Regions from separate parts of the Gossypium hirsutum genome. Here region 1 is linked to region 2. Evidence: chromatin contacts called from public Hi-C data. All regions are on one chromosome and are shown on one strand. The core of a region is the stretch at or near the end of the contact, and the rest is flanking DNA. Distances in the headings are between cores, read along the strand shown.

Region 1 (6,124 bases), core at 614-3,113, 160 kb before region 2:
AAATAGTCTTAAATTATTTTATTTGGTTAGGGGTATGCCTTAAGTAGGGCAAATGAACAATTTTTTTAGGGGAGAATTTAATTGTATTATTTTACAATAGTAAAAATACAATTTTATCATTTTAATAATTTATATTTTTATAATTTTTAAAAAATTAAATCAAATTTTTTATCATTGGGGGCTAAAGTGTAATTTTACTATTACTAATTTAAAATTTTATAAATTATAAATGGGCCCAAATATGATAAAAAATCAAATATGGTGGCGAGAGAGCTGTGTCATTTTGTATCCATTTATATTAAAACATATAGAAAAGAATAAAATAATATGTTATAGTCGATGAAGGTGTTTGGTAAATAGAGTTTTAAAACTTTTTTAGCTAATTTGGGCACAAATAGAGGATTGGGTAGTCAAACCCTCTAATTTGCAGTGCTTAGTGAATGGAAGTTTATAAGAACTTGTTAAATTAAAACCTCGAAAACAAAAAACACAGGGATGGGTAGCTTTTTTCACAGTTGATTGGGAATGAAATGAGTAGAATGACATATCTGATCATGTTTACTAAAAAATTACTTCCTTTGCCACATGCTCTTAATTTATTTTCAATTTATTTATGTAAAATGATTTCTTATGCAATTTTATATTAATTGAAATATGCTACTTGACAAATTTATTTAGAGTGTGATATAATTATCACTAATTTACAGACTAGGAACATGACATAATTATCACTAAAAATATAGTTTATAATTATATTGATACACTATTAAGATTTATCAATTTTCACATGGTTAATATTTGCAAATAAGGAACTTAAGAAATTTGTTTATTTAATTTTTCAAAAATATTCACTAATTAATTTTCATAATGGATGTTTTAATTCCTTAGTAATAGTGTTTTATTTCAATAATTTCACTCAATAAAGACTAAAGTATTATAAACAAATAAAGGCTTAACAATAAAATGTGTCATGCCCTTATTTGTCATTTTACCCATATCAACTTTCAGCTATCAACTAAGTTTTACCAAACACTTTTAAATAAATAGTTAATAGAACCAGTTGGTCAAATTAGTTAATAGAACTAGTTGGTCAACCCGGCCACTGCAATCAACAATCAACTATCAACCAATTGCCAAATAGTGTAAATATATAAATCTATAAATAGAAAGGGGGATAAATAGGAGAGACATATCCATTAGGTTAATTGATTACCAAGAATGGATCCTTTAGCGAAAATCTTCTTACAATTCTTGCAATTTTTTGCTAATTTTACATTCTATTTTACATCTCGAAACATGGAAAAGGAAAAGGGAAAGCCCTTCCTGGTCCCCAACCCTTGCCAATCATTGGGAACCTCCATATGTTAGGCATGCTTCCACACCAATCCCAGTTGGCCAAAAAACATGGTGCTATAATGTCTATAAGGCTAGGCTCTGTCCCAGCTATTGTTGTTTCATCCCCTTAAGTCGCCGAGATATTTCTTAAGACACATGACATTGTTTTCGCAAGTAGACCAAAATTTCAAGTGCTACAATCAATTTACAATGGTAAAATGGGCATAGCATTCACAGAATATGGACCATATTTTTCAGTTTGAGGAAGTTTTGTAATCAACAACTTTTTACTACATCGAAAATTGAATCATTTGCATCATCGAGGAAAAATGTGCTAACATATTTCATTGAATCTTTGAAGGAAGCAGCAGCAGAAAAGGAAGTGGTTAACATTAGTAAGAAGGTGGGGAATCTTAATGCAGAAATTATTCTTAATAAGATTTTAGGGCCTGTGAAGAAGTATAAGGAATTTAACCTTAAAGAGCTTATTGAAGAGCTTCTTTACATGGTAGGAGTTTTCAATCTTGTAGATTTTGTGCCTTTTTTGGGTGCTTTTGACCTACAGGTATTGTGTTTCTGTGTATTTTAATATACTATATCAAAACAAATTAACCATACACATTATGAACAACTACTGAATGAATGATGTTAATTATTGTCAACCATGTAGGGACTCAAAGCCCATACAAGGATTCTTGGTGAAAAACTTGACAAAGCCCTCAAGACGATCATTAATGACCATCAACAACAAAAACAGGATGATTTCATCAGTACGATGCTTACAGAGCAAATAAATCCTAACGGTGATATAATGGACCGAAATTGCATCAAAGCCATAACAGTAGATATGATTGTGGCTTCCTTGGACACCTCAACTGCTCTATTGGAATGGGCTTTATTAGCGCTCATTAAGCATCCAAGGGTAATGTCAAAACTCCAAAAAGAGTTAGAAAGAATTATCAGAATGAGAATGGTGGAGGAAAATGATTTACCAAAATTGGAGTACCTAGACATGGTTGTGAAAGAAACTTTAAGGCTTTATCTTGTTGCACCTATGCTAATTCCTCGTGAGTCAATGGAGGACATAGTTATTGATGGTTGTTACATACCGAAAAGGTCAAGGGTCATTGTGAACGTTTAGTCACCAAATGAATTGGGCATGACTGAGAAATTTAGTTCCACGTTTCCAAGAAAGAATAATCTCTGTGCCAAGCCTATTTATCGCATGTAGAAATGCAAATTTCAAGATAATATTTGTATTGTGATATAACAGGATGTATCGGTATAATAAAGTTGGGGCATTTTGAAAATGGTATGCATTTTATTCTTTGTCGCAATATATATTGACAACACATCACACCTAATAAAATCTCTCAAAATCAAATAAATATAATCAAACTTTTTGTGGTAATATAATTAATTTTTTATTAGATAATTGAATTTTCTAACACATTGCATTAGTTAAGTTATTGTCTGCATTTATACACCAAGAGTAAATAAGAATTTGTTTGAAAATGCAATAAATCATTCATGCGTTGCTAGTAATTTAACTTCTTCTCTTGACTTGTTTTATTATTCTTGAAACTTACAACAACTTGTTTTCGCACTAGAAGATTGACAAGAAAAATATTAGAGTACATAAGAATAGAAAATAACTATAAGTCTATAACACTAAGAATTAAAGAGGGGCAAGTGAAGTATAAGGATCAATGATGGTAGGAAAGAAAAAAAAAGGTAAGAAGATCCAATGGAACTAAAAAATAAGAAGAAAGAGACAAAAGAAGAATAAAAAAACAAGATAAAAATAATTTTGTAGTAATCAAAGACTTTGCTCTGTTTATTTATTTAGTTAAAATATTTCATAAGTTTTTATATTTTTCATAAATTTAAAATTTAACTTTTATACTTTTATTTTTAAAAATTTAGTCTTTATACTTTTTAATTTACGAAGAATATCGAGACTTGTGGCATGCTTTTAACTTGAATATTTTTTGCTTTCACTTTGACCAAATCTGTTTAATCCTTTTTGGCTTGCATTGGAAAAACACAAAGTAGAAAAATACCTAATTAAATTTTTTTATTTTAATTTTTATAATCTAAATTGTAGCTATCAAGGTTTGTTAAGTATTGTGTTCCAAAACCACGTTTCAAGTCAAATCATTTTTTTTTAAATTTGTCCTTCATTTATAATAATAATATGTAAATATAATTTATATTCAAATTAAATTTTACAAAAAATACTAATAATTGGTTGGGTGTAATGGTAAGTGACATTGCATCCCTAAAGGATGAACCTAGGTTCAAACTTTAGAGATAACATTGTTGAATGGGGCAACTACGAATATAAAAAATGAACCGTAAAACAGACATATATAATATAAAAAATATTTAAAAAATTTATATTATTTACATAAAAGTATTTAAAATTTATATTTCGTATATCATAATATTAGCAGTAATTTATTATAATATTTTTTTTATATATTTTCATGATAATCTTATTTGAATATATGTTAAAACCAAAATAATTCAAACATGACAACACGGCATCATTGTAATAATAATCGTAAAGACACAAGGAAAGAACGGTATTTTACATTTGAATAAATTATCTTGTAACACCTCAAATCCGATCCGATGAACCAGATCTGAACCTTGGGTGTTACCACTCTAATATAGATGTAACTTAACTCTACTTAGACAAATTACAATTGATTTGAACTACTTAATTACAAGACTTCATAGTATAATACGTAAGTATAAACATTGAATAATTTCAGTTATAATATTAGGGAATTTGATTACAAGTATTACTAAAATGATGTCTTGGTCTAACGTAGTTGTCCCGATTCAAGGGTTTTTATGTTCCAAATTGACTCGATCACGCCATCAAAGCTTGCTCTATATGTATAACAATTTGATACGCTGCTCCTTGGACATAGTCCTAAGATCGTTTCCCCCAGGCACAACCTCACATTCAACCTGAAATAGAAAACACAATCCATGTAAGTTCATGAGAACTTAGTGAGAAATAATCATTTATACCTTAGTCATTGATTCCCATAATTGGGCGAATAGTCCATCACCAGATGATACGATCCGCCTCGGGTGAGTCGAGTCGTATTAGTGATTGCCCGATCATCGACAAGAAGTTACGTTAGGTTTAATTGAGTTGAAGGAATGGCCGAAGAAGAAAGAGGGGTACGAACGAATTGGTAGGAATGAAATGGTATGAACGAAGGGATATGAACAAATTGGTCGGTTTAGGTTCGATTTGGTAAAGAAGAAATGGGTTTAAAAGAAATATGAATTGAACAAAAAGTGCAAACAAGAACCAATACCGATATGGTATCGACCCGTTGTTTATAGGCCCTTTGAGTTCGGTTTAAGCTTGGTGAAGGAAACCTCGACCCACTATCTAACAAGATAGGAACCTCGGTATTGTTCGAACGCCACACTACGGGTAGTGATAAGTTCAGGTTCGACAAAGGAAACGGTTGACGCAGCTAGATCGCTAGGAAAGGCAATCGAATCTTTGAATGAAATGGAGAAAAAGTTGCCTCACAATTTTGGTAGCATTAACATTAACAAAGAGTCAAAAGTCTTTAAACAAAGAAATGAACTAGCTATTTATAGCATTTAGAAGGCTAGCCGAATAGCTAACTTAAGCTAGCTGAACAGCCTTTGTTTTAAACCTAATTAAGTTAGAAAATTCCAGAATATATTTAGGAAAATTCCTTGAAACTTCTCAGCCATGGAAAAAGTCAATGGATAGCCTTTTGAAGCTTCTAGTAGCTGAACAATTATAGAGGAGCTAAAATGAGTTAAATGGGCAAGCTTGAATTCAGCCAAGGGGGTGTACTTCATTAATTGGACAGCCTTGGTTAGCTGAAAAGTGTTGAGCTTATTAAAGGCAACTTGGAGCACCTCAATAGACCTTTAAGTGTGAAACCGAATGTGAGCAGCCTCCCTTGTATGAACACACTAAACCGAATAGCCTATAGGTGTGAAAGGAATGTTCAGCAAATGTGAAAACATTCAAATTGTTTTGGAGAGCTGATCAAACACTTTGAAAAGAACAAACAGCAGGTTGAGGTGGCTGTTGCAATAACCGAACCATCATGCCTCTTGGAGAAGAGAAACAGCAGTTGTCTAGCTTTAATGTCAACCCTACAATGTACCTACACCTAAATTAATTCAGCTCATTAATTCAACTTAGACACATTAATTCCAGTAGCTCAAAGACACATTTAAATCATGTAATAAGCTAGGACAAATTAAAAACATGTTGGAACTAAGACACATTAAATTCGGCTGCACTAAATAACAAGAAATAATTTCGTCCTAATTTAGACACTTTAAATTGCTGTAGCATAACACATTAATTTCATGTTCTGATTTTTGGACAAATTAAATACTTTAATATTTGTTGAGCTAAAAGTAACGTGCAATTTATTTAATTAATTAAAAATGCAAAGCTGGAAAAATAAAAAGGAGCTCAATTGAGCTGAAACGAGATATAGGTGTATGAGCTAGTGATGAGCTGGGGGTAAGCTCGTGAGCTAAATCTGAGCTAGGTTCGGACTCGTAAGCTGGACTCGAGCTGGGGAGCTGGACATGAGCTGAATCTGAAGTAGTAGCAAGTTGCAAGGTGAACTAGAAGAGTTAATATAAGCTTCTTCACTGCAGCTGGGCTGAGTTTCATCCCAAATTCGAGCAACAAGAGCTGAAATAGAATCTTTGAAAGCCTTAGCTTAAGCTTGGGTGATAGGGCCTTGTGGTAGCGTCA
Region 2 (5,515 bases), core at 2,448-4,947:
TTAAATCATAAAACTAGTATATACTCTCTCATGCAATTACACTCAATTGATATATATATAATCCATTTAACAAAAATTCATTAAGACAAAACAACGTATTCATGTTTCAATGACTCATAAGTCTAGCTTATATATTACACACAATATTTTCATATATTAATCAATTAATGATAATTTCGCAACTTGGATACATGAAACATAAAAGTGGGATCTATACCACATATTAGATACACGTATCTCCATCACACCAATTACTCAAAGAGTCTAACATATCCCATAAGTGTAGCATTAAGCTAAACACTCTCCAACACACCAACATATCTTAGTAAATGGAGCTTGGCTCGACCTTCCCTTATCCCTCCAATTTGTTTTAGGGCCTCAATGCCCAAATCACAAAACACAAGGGTAAGTACTCAAAATCCTATGGCATGCCAACTATATCCAACGGTTTCACGATATCACAAGGCCAAAGTATCCACAAATACACACATTTAATTAATGTTCTTATGCATTTAATCTCTGTTCATAAACATCAATTCACATCACAATTTGTACACATAGCACAATTATTGGATTCACATTTAATTTCACTGTAAGTGTCACAACTTTGCTCATTGTGCCATCACATAGCTGTTTACATAAGAATGCATTAAAAATCAGATTATCACATACCACATACCAATATTCACTTACTTTACCTGTCACATCATCATTACATTCAACAATTCAACACATATGTACTTATCGTTTTCTGTACACTTTCATTGCACATTTATATTGCTAACACAACATCATCACTGTCATTCGGCATGTTTAATATGCCCACAACTAACACATTCACAAGAGCAATCATAATATAAATCACATGTCACATTATCACAACTTAATACTCAATCAACTTCACAATATCACATACTTTACATTAAACGAGGGGTATAAGAAAGCTTACACTCGGAACTTAGGATAGGGGTTTAGGCTATTCCTAAGCTCCCAATCAAAACTATGAATCGTGTCTACAAGCAGTGATTCCAAACACTCACCATTCACCCTTTCGCCTAGACGCCGAAAGCCTAAACTAGCTTTCCTTTCCTTTTTCCTTGCTCGTTAAAGGCTCCAATAGCTCCAAATCTTCACCAAAATTGACCACACAACAAACATACACACCTAAACAATCGAAAACACAAGTTTAAGGTTTCTTTCTCTTGGAATTGAAATTTTCGACTTGCAAATTCGAAACTCAAATATCTTAATTCCTACTAGTTCTCAATGCTTACAGTTGATTCTAATCATCTAATTATTTATCTAAGGATGATTCTCAACCTTCAAACCACTCTAAACTACTCATTTAAAATCCTGAATTCCACCATTAACAACCAATATTTTGACATCTATTCAAAACTTTTGATCCAATGAATAAAAACTCAATTTAAAAGGCTAGATATCATTAGCAACTAATAGAAAAATGAAATATTAATGAAATATTACCTTCGTTAAGAGAAAAACGAGCGTTTGGTTGTCAATCTGAAAAACCCACAAGTTGAAAAATGGTAAAATTAGTGATTTTTTATGCTTTTCTTGGAATTTTAGGAAGGTTTAATACTTGGAAGATGATGAAAATCAACAGAATTGAAGTTTGGAAAGATGGAGGGAATAGTTTTAGTGAGTTTACTTTAGGTGGGGGAAAGAAAACAGGGCAATTTTTAAACTTTGGTATATTTACCTTTGTGGTACTCTTAATTTTAGCCCCTTTCCAAAATAATCCATATTTTAAAATTAAATGTCTTTTCTATATCATTTTCAAAAATTGATTTAACTTTCAAAAAGCCATAGACGAAGAAGTTTTTGGGTTACCACATTCCAAATTCCAAACTCATTTTGTGCCATAATTTCAAAATTACCCTCGAAACTTCTAAACCCAAATTCGGGATGTGACACACTAGTTGTAGTCCTATACTACGCAGGTAATTTGGTTAAGTCATTAAGAATAATTCTATCATATTGATTAGGGCACCGGGTATATTTTTATCCTAGTCACAAATTAACTCGTTCATCGACTCTAATCTATTCCTTTTAGAACTTAACCTTAATCCTTAGATAAATTAAGGTAATCAAATTAATATGACCTGATGATCAAACATGCAAATTAATTAAATACAAAACTGAATAAATAATTAACATAAATAAAAAATTGAAAAGATAAATAATCAATTAACTAATATGTAAGATCCATCATCATCCGAGGAAAATATAATTTAGTTCATTTGAAGTTGAGAAAATATCGCAAAGAGATACTCATAACAATCTTGCATTAATAAAATGTAAAAGAGAGAATCTAAAGAGAAAATATATAAAGAATTTGTATTGAACTCTCCGGCTCCCCTTTTTTCATGTCTTTACAAGCTTAAAGTTTCCCTTTACGTGAAAAAGTTTTCTTTTTACCTCCAAGGAAGTTCTTACTCTTATTTTTCTTTAAAGTTTTTAATCACAAAACCTTAAATTCTTTCTTTCATTGTGGTGCTCCATTGAATAAATAATTGTAGTGGAATGGGTTATTTACTACCAAATTTTCTAAAATACTAAAAAGCTCCAACACTAATTTGATTGGTGGAATAAAAGACTTCTTTTCACCATCTTTTAGTTTATATTCTATCTCTTTCATTCTTCATTTCGAGCCTACAATGGAAAAGAAAATAGAAAATAATAATTAATTTTGACCTAACCCTAAAATGATAATAAATAAATAAAATATAATTAACCAAAAAAATATAAAAACTAACCTAAAAGCTAGAAAGTACTCTTAATATATTATGAAAATTATACTAAATAACTCTCTGAGAGTTATCATCTTCAACTACAACCTCGAAATCATTAACCTTAGTTAAGGCATATTGTAAAGGTTAGACTATAAGCCTCAAATATGGAAATGAACACAATACTTTAATACTTTAAGTCTTGACCCTTGAACATCGACTTAAGTCTCGAACTTAATTTTAAACTTCAACACCGAGCTTTGAATGCAACTGATGAACCTCAAACACCTATCTTCAACCCTCTAGCTTTGAACCTAAAATTTAAATCCTAAATAAAAATCTCAAACATAAAACCCTAAACTCAAACTTAAAAGTTCAACTAATAACCCTATTTCCATTCCAAACCTCAACTTTTGACCCTAACATTATATCTTTAGACAATGTATAAGGAAGGAGGTAAGGTAGGATCCATTTTCATCCTTTCGTATTGTCTTCTATTTTTTAAAATATTTTAGTATTTTTATATATAAAAGAATGATAAAAATATTTTGACCCAAAATTTATAATTTAATTATTTTTATTAAATCAAAATAATAATAAAAAACTCTTTCCCTTAAACCTTAAATCTCGATTCAAAATTAATGTTATATGAATCGAATCAAATCAATTGGTTGGATAAAGAATCAATCCAAATATTAGTTTTGAGAAGAATTTTAAATCAACTGACTTGAAAATCGATATAAACAAGAAAAATTGACTTGAAAATCGATATAAACAGAAAAAATTGAACAAAAAATTTGACTGAGCTAAATTTTTAAATATTTAATTGAATTGATTGAATTGATTAAACCTAAAAAAGGGGGGACATTGCCCAAAATCCTAAGCCATTGAATGTTTCATTTGAGCTTTAAATCATTGAGTTTTAACTAGCAACGTAACTTGGAAATTTAGAATTGAAATAACTTGATTATATGATATTTAACATTTTGGATGTAGTATCGAAATTGCTTACTTGATATCACTTTGGGTGTAGTAGCGTTCATCCCTGGTTTTGTACAGTCCTGAAATGGTCTACTAATAAAATTACTTAACTAATAAAACTGAAAGCCTCCCCTTTTGGTGTTTTTCATTTTTATATAGTTTATTGGCGTCTTCGAGTCATCATCCAGTCTGGGCCACCCAAAGGAGAAGAAAGTGGGGAGCAAGAGATTCAAGATTCGATATAATCTAAAAACTTGGATTCTGATCTGAATCGAAGCGAGCAGATCCATGAAACCCTCTTGTTCCTTGTGTTTCACATAAAGTAAGATCTCAACAAGCCTTTGATTTCATCGTTTTCTTTTTATTTTCTCTTTTTTGGATTTGGGATTGGATGGCTTCAAATCCCAATCCTCAACCGCAAAGTGGCGGTGGTGGCAGCGGTGGGTTTGATTTGAACAAGCTGTTTAAACCCAGTTCTAGCCCTATGTTGCAGCATCAGCATCTTCAGAACGTGAACGTGACAGCAACTTCTCCAAGTCCAACTCCAAGTCCTAGCACTTCAAACCTTACTACATCCCCATCTTTCCCAGCCCAATCCTCAACGCCGCCTCCACCGCCCTATTTGACGCCTTCTTCCTCTTACCCTCCGCCTACTGGGCCTTACCCTTTCCACCACTACGTTCCTTACCCTCCTCCTCCTCAACCCCAACACCCTTTGCATCCTTATCCTAATCCTACTGGACCTATTCCTTATCATCCCCAACCCCAACTCCCCACCCCTCCTACTTGCGGAAACGACATTTTGATGGCCTTCTTTGGCACTCAAGCTCAGTCACTAGCTCCTGCCCCTGTCCCTTCTGCCCCGCCTCTTAATATGAGTGTCACCCCATCTGCTCCTTCGCCCTCTCCCTCACCTGCCCGACTGTTGAGCAGCAAGGTCCCGAAGGGCAGGCATCTCTCTGGGACCAATCTCCTTTACGATATTCATGTCAGGCTACCCAGTGAAGTACAACCCCAACTTGAGGTCACTCCCATTACCAAGTATGCATCTGATCCTGGCCTTGTTCTTGGTCGTCAGATTGCTGTTAATAGGAATTACATTTGCTATGGTCTCAAGCTTGGGAATATACGTATCCTCAACATCAACACTGCCCTCCGGTCCTTGCTTCGTGGCCACACTCAGGTATATATATCTTTATACCCACTTTTCTATTATCAAGTTCCTAATGTGAAACATCTCATTACCAGCTCAACCTTTTCATTCACTTTGTTTCTCCAAATATAGAGAGTAACAGATATGGCTTTTTTTGCTGAGGATGTCCACCTTTTGGCCAGGTATTCCTTTCTACTTATTTCATGGGATAAATTGACTTCATTTGTGTCATCGAAAAGTGCTCATCTTACATTTTCTGCAGTGCAAGTGTTGATGGCCGGGTTTTTGTATGGAGGATCAATGAGGGACCTGATGATGAAGATAAGCCGCAAATTTTTGGCAAAGTTGTTATTGCGCTTCAGATCGTAGGGCAAGAATCATCAAAACATCCACGAGTCTGCTGGCATCCTCACAAACAAGTAATAAATCGGTTTGTATTTGATGTTATCAGATAGTAACTATTATGCCAAGTCTTTGTATTTCTTCTATAGTCGTGCTTTTCCTGTCCATATTTTTTTCCTTGTTGTAAATGTTCAACAAATATTATCTAACAGGAGATTTTGATGGTTGCTATCGGAAATCGTATCCTGAAAATTGATACAATCAAAGTTGGAAAACTTGATGGATTTTC

The links. Hi-C and Micro-C count contacts between places; a contact is called where the count stands out from the background.
Region 1: a Hi-C map of fibers shows a contact between it and region 2, with 3 times the contacts expected there. The contact joins the enhancer-like site here to the promoter of LOC107888970 in region 2. A contact is called at or near these places in 4 of 34 Hi-C or Micro-C datasets (anther, fibers, hypocotyl and 1 more).

Annotation. Positions count from the first base shown.
Region 1 is chrA09:57,938,455-57,944,578 of Gossypium_hirsutum_v2.1, reverse strand. LOC121206008 (cytochrome P450 CYP736A12-like) reads left to right here. Exons shown (of 5, transcript XM_041076165.1): 4 at 1,697-1,900; 5 at 2,006-2,476. The coding sequence ends at 2,476. Among protein-coding and RNA genes, the nearest start is that of LOC121207389, 22 kb to the left of the region's middle. Within about 2 kb of position 1,863, at least 2 of the 9 cell types and tissues checked have an H3K27ac peak or open chromatin away from gene starts, as enhancers often do.
Region 2 is chrA09:57,785,412-57,790,926 of Gossypium_hirsutum_v2.1, reverse strand. LOC107888970 (enhancer of mRNA-decapping protein 4) reads left to right here and starts at 3,697. Exons shown (of 12, transcript XM_016813251.2): 1 at 3,697-4,914; 2 at 5,017-5,066; 3 at 5,147-5,303; 4 at 5,439-5,515. The coding sequence starts at 4,123.